Regions from separate parts of the Sus scrofa genome. Here region 2 is linked to region 1. A link is a contact called in public Hi-C data. All regions are on one chromosome and are shown on one strand. Each heading gives the region's core, a stretch centred on a gene start, on an enhancer-like site or on the middle of the called end of the contact. The rest is flanking DNA. Distances are from core to core; before and after follow the strand shown. Region 1 has its middle 44 kb from the start of KCNN2. Region 2 overlaps KCNN2 (small conductance calcium-activated potassium channel protein 2).

Evidence for each region. A called contact is a pair of places that touch in the nucleus more often than the background predicts.
Region 2: a Hi-C map of liver shows a contact between it and region 1, with 7 times the contacts expected there. The contact joins two enhancer-like sites. A contact is called at or near these places in 12 of 47 Hi-C or Micro-C datasets (embryonic fibroblasts, epiblast stem cells, fetal skeletal muscle and 6 more).

Annotation. Positions count from the first base shown.
Region 1 is chr2:118,392,814-118,396,850 of Sscrofa11.1, forward strand. No RefSeq gene overlaps it. Among named protein-coding and RNA genes, the nearest start is that of KCNN2, 44 kb to the right of the region's middle. Within about 2 kb of position 2,053, at least 2 of the 83 cell types and tissues checked have an H3K27ac peak or open chromatin away from gene starts, as enhancers often do. A contact at or near this core is called in liver, where this site is marked.
Region 2 is chr2:118,840,865-118,845,132 of Sscrofa11.1, forward strand. The region is part of intron 6 of KCNN2 (small conductance calcium-activated potassium channel protein 2); the gene reads left to right. Among named protein-coding and RNA genes, the nearest start is that of KCNN2, 400 kb to the left of the region's middle. Within about 2 kb of position 2,102, at least 1 of the 83 cell types and tissues checked has an H3K27ac peak or open chromatin away from gene starts, as enhancers often do. A contact at or near this core is called in liver, where this site is marked.

The DNA of each region.
Region 1 (4,037 bases), core at 803-3,302:
GCCGCAGGTGCCGCCATAAAAGGACAAAAACAACAAAAAACAAAAGAAAAGTGAGATTCAGAGAGATTAAGTAACAGTCTCAAAGTCAAACCACCAGTAAGTAGTAGAGTGGAGATTTGAAAGCAGATTTATTTAACTCCAATAACCACTCTTGGGAATTCACAGATTTATATTCATTTTCAATGAAGTCTGATAACATATATTAATATTATACATTATTGAACATTTATTGTGTACCAATCATAGTGTTAAAGTATTTCATGTATATTATGCTCCATAATTCTCATGGCAGCTGTTCACAGGAATATAAATACTTCATTTAAGAGGTTAAATGCCTTTTCTGTGGTCACGCAGTTAGGAAACAACAGTGCTTTAGAGCAGTGCTCTGAAGTTATGTATCACAACTGCCAAATCTTAGGTCAGTTTTCTGGGTCAAATTTCATCCACAGAACTAGACATACTTGTATCTGACCCTGACTCTTGCCATAAGGAGTAGGAAATAAACAACCATAGGTTTTTACATTGTGTCTTTTAAAAAATGTGTTCTTCTTCCTTGTTTCAAAAAGGGCCCTTGTTGTATTCATACTTTCAGTTTGTTAGGTGATTGGTTAGATCTGGGTTGCCATGAAGTGAAAAAGAAGATTGTGATAGCCCAGATATTTGAAAACCAAATGTAGATTCTTCCAGTTCAGCCATTTTCTAATTGGTCTTTTCCTACCAGAGAATCTGGCTAGTTGGTTGTTTCCATCTATATTTAAATAATACTTACTAACCTGATACTTTCTGTTCTATTATAAGGAAGTATCTATATATTTTTAAATGATGAATTTTGTGTCACAGTGTATAACTATATCCATTGTGGCAATAACACCTGCTTTTGAGGAGCTTAATCTCCTTGGTTTCTTTTATGTTAAAAGAACAGACCTAGGCATAGAAAACTATGACAATTACATTTTAAGAGTTGAGAATTCAGACATGTATTGAACATGTTAACTGTGGATTTCTTTTAAAAGTGATTTACAAATAGAATTGAAATACCAAATATCGCACACACTTCTTTCTCCAAAAAATACTTTTCACTACTCTAGATCTTGCCCCCAAATTTACCTTTTAAACTGGCAACTGAATAGTTGAAAAACTTTCAGGTCAAATTGGTCTCATCTTAAATTATAGATGAACCTCACCACATATGGCTCATTTATATTACGCTTGCTTTTAGTGAATTGCAGAACAGTGGGAAGCCTATCAGTGGGCTTAATCAGATAGTGATCACCACACGGAAAGATGCTGGAGCTTCACAGTGCAGTAAATCTCACACAGAACTGCTGGGCTTAGCTGCACATGGCTGACACCCACGCAGCTCATTCCAGCTCTCTTCATTGCTGCACAGCCCATTTATGGGCAAGCCATTCTTATGGCTCCTGGGAGATCAGCACACAGCCACTGAATCTCACGGCTGGAGATTCTTCTGGAACCATCTATTTAATATCTGGGTTTGGATCTTAGTTCTACGAGTGACCAGTGCTCTGACCATAGGCAGATCATTTCACCTCTCTAAACTTGTGGCTTGCCCAGTTAAAGGGGATAAGAATATTTATAGCATTATTACACAGATATAACCCAACACAGGACAAATAGCAAATATACAGTAGTTGGTACTATTATTACTGTCCATAGGCAGAATTCTTCTTTAACCCAAGAATTTTGATATTGTTCCATATTGTTCCATATCATTTGAGAATGAGATTCCACACATCTCTGGGTAGCTCATTTCCATTTTTAACTTACGTTTGCATTTATTTTCTCCTGCCACAGTAAGGGCTTAAGACAAACTATTATCATACTATGAGGAAATCTCAAAGACTAAATACTTATTATAGCTAACATGTTAAATTTTACCCTGTAAAAATTCATCAGGCAGTTTTTAAATGTCCACAAACAATTGTTTAAGAGTTAGGCCTATAAAGTTCTGAGGATCTGGAGTGGCACACTTTGCTTGTGACACGTGGTGCTGAGGTATGTTTGAAATAAACACAGCTGATGAAACCCTGACTCTGCACCAGTTTGCCTACGCAATGATGTGGATACAAAAGTAAACTAGGCATAGTTCTTGATTGCTGTTGGGCTAGCTGGCAGTCCCCTTTCTTTCCACCCCAGATATCCAGTCTACCAAAGACCTTGGGGTAACTGTGACTTTTCCTTTCATTTCACTATCTTACCCCTGCCTCTCACATCCCTTCCTGTATCCCAGAGAGCTTTCAGGCAGGGCTGGAACACGTTGACAAAACTGGGTGACAAATGCTTATGGATATAAAGCACTTGATTTAATTTTCCAATGTTGAATTTCTAACCACTCAGTCAACAAGGCAAACAGCCATTATTTGACACTGATCCTGAGAAGTCCCTAAAATTCTGATTCTGCAAAGACTACCTTTTCCTAGATTCTAATAAAGATCAAGATAAAGCTGAATAAAATTGACAAAGTATTTAGGGCCTCTTTGTGTTGAAAGTCAATTATCAGTCATCTTTCTCAGAAACTGTTATGATATTAAAAATACCTTTCAGTAAAAAGGCTTTACAATTTGATTATTCTGGTTATTTCTAGCTATAGCTATTTCCCTCTCAATAGCAACAACTAAAGAAGAGAGAATTGCCATCTTGGTGCTGGAACTGAAATTTAAAGAACTAGGAGTCCTGTGCTTGGAACCCAGGATAGTCTTTTAAAAAATCATTATTATTCCTTTTTTTGGATGTAAACTTGTTATATTTTTATTCTGTCTTTAATAGTATATGTGAGTGAAGATCTAGTTAGAATAATGGACTCAGAGTTCTCTGCCTGGGCAATTGGAAACTTTCCAGTAGTCAGAGTCCTACTATTTCTAGATTACCATAGAGATCATGTGTTCTCAAAACAAAAAGGGAAGCCCTGATCCCCAAACAACACTTACACTATTTTATAAAGCTTTAAACTGGCAGATAGAAAGGAGAAAGGCAAGGTTTAGAAATACTCCAACTCAGTGGCCTTCAAACGTTAATGCTAACACACCCCCTCAAAGAATTGTGAAAAGCATTCATATGTCTTAGATTGGTGCAGATTTTTTTCTTAGAAGTTTAAATCAGTGCTAAATAAATGTGTGATTTATGATATGCTGCAAATATTGACATTTAAAAATAAAATATCATTCTTTTATGTATCCAATAGAATACAGCATTAGATAGCCAGAAACATCCTTTTAACTATACATGAAAAAAATTCTAACAATCAGACATTTTGCATTATCTGTTTTTCTCCTTGAAACTGCATTTCCATTTAAATCCCACCAAGAATTTTATCCTAATATAGCATAAATTTATCTTTGAAAGCTTTGTGTTGATATTGATCATCCTCTCAGACATTTCTGCAACTCTGTGTGTTTGTGTATATTTAATTTTTCAAAACACTTGTCACCATAAGGTTCTAAGAATTAAAGCTTTTTGGCGGGGTGCACATAGAAAACTTTAATTTGTAGTTTGAATAAAAGAAAAATGAAAATAATGACATTTTGTATGTCTAGTACACCTATGTGCCAAGCATCATACTAGATATTTTGCAATTATTTTATCATGTGATCATTTTGACAGTCTTATAAGAAAAGTAATCTTACCCCCGTTTTATAGATGGGGACGGAATGGAGGCCCAAAATTTCACAAATGGCCAATTGGGAAGCAGAGATCCAAACTCAAATCTGCCAGTATCCAAACTGTATTCCATCTCTGCTCTATCACTGTGCTTTCACTTAAATAAAATAAATCTGCTATATGAACTGTTGTTCTCCAGCCTTCGTTATGTATTTTTCTGAATTGGATGATAACTGCTTATTCAAGAACTGAAGAATGATTCTTTTGTATAGTGATTTTTATTTTTTTCCATTATAGCTGATTTGCAGTGTTCTGTCAATTTTCTACTGCACAGCAAGGTGACCCAGTCACACATACATGTATACATTCTTTTTTCTCACATTATCATGTTCATTCACAAGTGATCAGACATATTTCCC
Region 2 (4,268 bases), core at 852-3,351, 450 kb after region 1:
TGAGGTCACAGGTGCATCCTCATGCTCTGGAGGGCTTTACCCCTGCCCTGGTAAGTGTACCACTTGGAGAATCCAACACGCCTGCTCTGTGGGCAAGTAGCAGAGAGAACCTGAACTACTCCTGTTGAGTTCCTCCTCCCAGATTTTCCACCCCTCCCCAGTACAAATCTGGGAAAAGTGCATTGCCTCCCTCAGTTCCTCATAGGCACACACAAGGTAAAATAATTAAATCATTTTAGAGGCAACCATTTTTAATGGTTACTGGTGATCTGTTTTCCCACCTGAAACTTTCAAAGAGCTTTTGTTTATTCCTAGTATTTTCAAATTTATAATGATCCCCCTTGCCACAAGTTTTTTGTTGTTCCTTATGCAACTACTCAGTAGAACCTTCCTTTAGAGATGCCTGCCTTCCAGTTTTCGTGAAAAAGTGAAGAAATAAAAGAGCATCTTCATTTCTTTCCTTTCACTTCTCTATGTTTTCCTTCTAGGAAGTTAGTTGTTAGATCTTCTATGTTCTCTGAGAATGTACCTTTTTTGATCTCCCTCTTCCCTTTTCTCCTCGCCTTTTTGTTCTACTTTTTCAGAGATTTCTGCCAATTTATATCTAATTGTATTATGATTATTTTTTCACAATAATTTTTTAATGTTCCCCCTTTTTTTTTATTCTTTACTTGCACTTCTTTGTAGCATCCTGTTCCTGTTTTGTGGATGTTCTGTTTTCCCTTAGGTTCTTCATGATGTAACTTAGAGAGTTTGGCAGTCCCACACCCCATCATTCTATGTTGTCTCAAAATTACTCTTTTTCCTCCCTCCTCTCTTATTTTTCTTTTGTCTTTTCTTCCTTTATCCTTTCTTTTCCTTTCCATTTTTGTCTGTATCTTTTTATAGAAAGTATACTTCAAATTCCCACTGATCATTTGCTATTTTTTGTGTTCAGGAGTGGGAACTGGAAGCTCTGTCTGGGGAGAGGAGTTTTATTTGCTAAAAATCAGTGTAGGGTGGATAAGAGAAAAGCTGCATTTTTCATTAGACAATCTTTGCTGTTAGGACATGAATGTCTTTTCATGGAAAACATTCGTTTTCTCTAGAGGAAAAAATATTCTTTTTCTGTATTTGTGAGTTCTAAAATAACATCAAAAAAAGGAAACAAGGACTTCTGTTGTTCAGTTTGGAAACCTGAATTTAATCCCCTTGTTTTCAGCCCCAAAGATCTTTCCTGACCTTAGCTAGACCCTGAGTCAGAATCTCTAATCTTTCACCGGAGAACAATCTCTTTCTCCTGTTAGATGTCTGGTAGAACTGGGCATGGAGGCACCTGGGCATCTCTCGTTCCATATACATAGGCATTTTCAATTCTCCTGTTTTCAGCCTTGGATCTTACTGCGTCATTGCATGACACTTGGTTTCTCCAAGTTGTGGCCTTCTGTGGGTTTTATGACAATCTGTGCCTTTAATTGGGGGTATTTAGGCTATTTATATTTAATGTGGTTACAGACATGCTTGGGTAAGTCTGTCCTCTGGCTGGCTGTTTATTTTCCTTTTGTCCCATCTGTTCTTTGTTCCTTCTTCCTATATACGCCTCCTCTTGGATTATTTAGTTTTTATTATGTCTTATTATTCCATCTTATATCCTTCACTGGGTTATCAGTTATTACTCTTTGATGTATTATTATAGTGGTTGCTTTGGAGCTTATAGTGTACCTAGGAATACTGTACTATAGGTATACTATAGTATATTTACGCTAGGTATACTTAGGTGTACTATAACTATACTGTCACAATCTTCACCTGACACTGTACCACTTAGTACAGGTGATACTGTACCACATTACACATAATATGTTTACTTCTCCAACCTTGAAGTTTTGCATACATGTACTGAATAATCAAGGAGACTTCTCTGTAGACCTCTAGAGCTCTCTTTGTGAAGTTCCTTCCTCTCTGATTTTTGCCCCTGTGAACCTCCCTGGGTTCCCAGCTCTGTCCTCAACGTGGGAGGTCGCTGATCTCTTCCTGGTTTCCTTCCCTGGGCTATGTTCTGGAGACTCTTTTAAAGCATTAAGCTGGGTCAGTTGTATGACTTTAGTTGTTTATCATCTCTTAGGAATCACTGCTCTTTGTTACTGAGTGATCTATGTCTGGTTAATTATTGTTTCAAATATTCTGTCCAGTTTGGTAGTTGTTTCAGGAAGAAGCATAAATCCAGTCCTTTCTTGTTCCATCTTGGCTGGAAAAAGAATTCTCCATGTACTTTTGTTTGTATAGAATATGTTATTTTTCATTCTCTGATTTCTCTCTTTCTTAACGTCATTTTAGTGGTATTTCAGGAGAGAAAGGTAGATATAGAAGAGAGAATTGATGGTAGATTGATCACATGCATTTAAGTCTTAATAATACTTTTCACTTTAAAACTAAGGCTAACATTTGAGGTCAGAGCTGGAAATGAACCGTTTTTGCCATTCATAGTGTTAATACTATGTTTAACAGAAGAGGATTAATGAACATAGTTTCTCAGCTGTAAAGTCCATTGTTGAATTATTTCCACACGTATAAAAATAACTTATAAGTTGCATACAGATCATGGAACATAATATGACAAGTCTGATTCATGTTGATTGATGGGGAAGCCTCATTTCAGTTCCTTTTCGTATCTCTGTATATTCAATGGGGAAGGCCTAGCATGTGACCAAGGGCAAGTCAGTTTGAGAAAAAATGTTTTTATTGTCATATTAATTAAATAATCACCAATTCCCTGCTATATTCTTCTAAGCAAAGATAAAACAATGAGTAAGTCATAATCTTTTTCCACAGATTCTTTATAATTTAGATTCTAGGGGCATGTTTGATGAGCAAAGTACACATTATATGTCTTATGACCTATGTTGACATTGACTGATGGCATGAGGGAGATCTACAAGAGGCTTCTAGGATACAGAGAAAGCACCTGTGGTCCAGCCTGGAGTACCGTGGTAAAAAAAAAAAAAAAAAAAAAAAATAGCTATGTGGAGTCTGGAAAAGTAGGGCTATGAGAAGATTCTCAAAGTACATATCAGACCTAGGAAGGTAGAGTAGGGTGGTTTTAGGCAGCAGCAAATGGACTCATAGAGAAAGAGCGGGGAAAGAGGACATCCTAACTGCCAGCCATTACTATGGCCAGAGTTTCTGTTGCTTATGGAAAGGTGTTGAGGGAGAGGCAGGAATGATGGGCAGAAGCTGCCTCATTGAGAGGGAAGAATTAGTAATCCCCTTGGAGAGACCACCCTGGTGAGTTTCAACAAATACTGTGAAAAGCTGTCATATTTGTGATTTAAGAAATAGTGATAGACCCACAGTCAGGAATGAAGAAATAAATAGAAACAAACAAACAAAAGGAACATTTTACTTCTTTTAAAACTTTGGAAGCTGATCTCTAAATCTTTAAGTCTCCGAGCTCACAGTGATGTAAAAGAAGTCCTCTCTCCAAACCCTAAAGTCTATATTTTAAAACCTTAAGATCATCAGGCATTCCTTGCACTAGTTTTAATCTTACTGAATATATTTTTAATCAAATAAGCATTCATATTGGCTAGAATTTGAAATTTGCCATATGAGTCATTTCTTCATGTCTTCCCAAGACTATTTTTCTGTGGAGAGAAGAAGGTTCGAACTGTTTGAGTATATTTGTGAAATGAGCTTTTTTTATAAGTGTTTTGAGGACTTCCTATTGTGCCTAAGTGGTTACGGACCCAACATTGTCCCTAGCCTCACTCAATGGATTCAGTGTTGCTGTGGCTATGGCATAGGCCCGTCTGCAGTTCCAATTCAGTTCCTGGCCTGGGAACTTCCATATGCCACAGGTATGGCCATTAAAAAAAAGAGAGAGAAGTGCTTTGAAATTTTTTAACCATTTAAATTGTGTATATTAATCATTCATAATGGTGTGAATCTGGTATAAAACCAAAACCTGGCAGTATTCTGAGCGATAATATTGTCCTTTGCTATGTCTAATATATGTCTCTAGTGCCAAGAAAGAAATCTTATTTATCCTAATATTATCTCTCTAATGTGGTCCCTAATTACCTTCCTCTTCTTGACTATTTGCAACTAAATATGCCTGAACATAACATAAACATTAGTATGAAATGTTATTTTTCCATTCTGAGCTATTTTTCAGGCAGATTTATTATTTAATAAGCAAACAAGATAATGTACCATTGAATCCCAAGCCCTATTACCAACTCCTGGAAAGATATTTAACTTTTTCTTGGCTGTGCTTGCAGCACATGGAA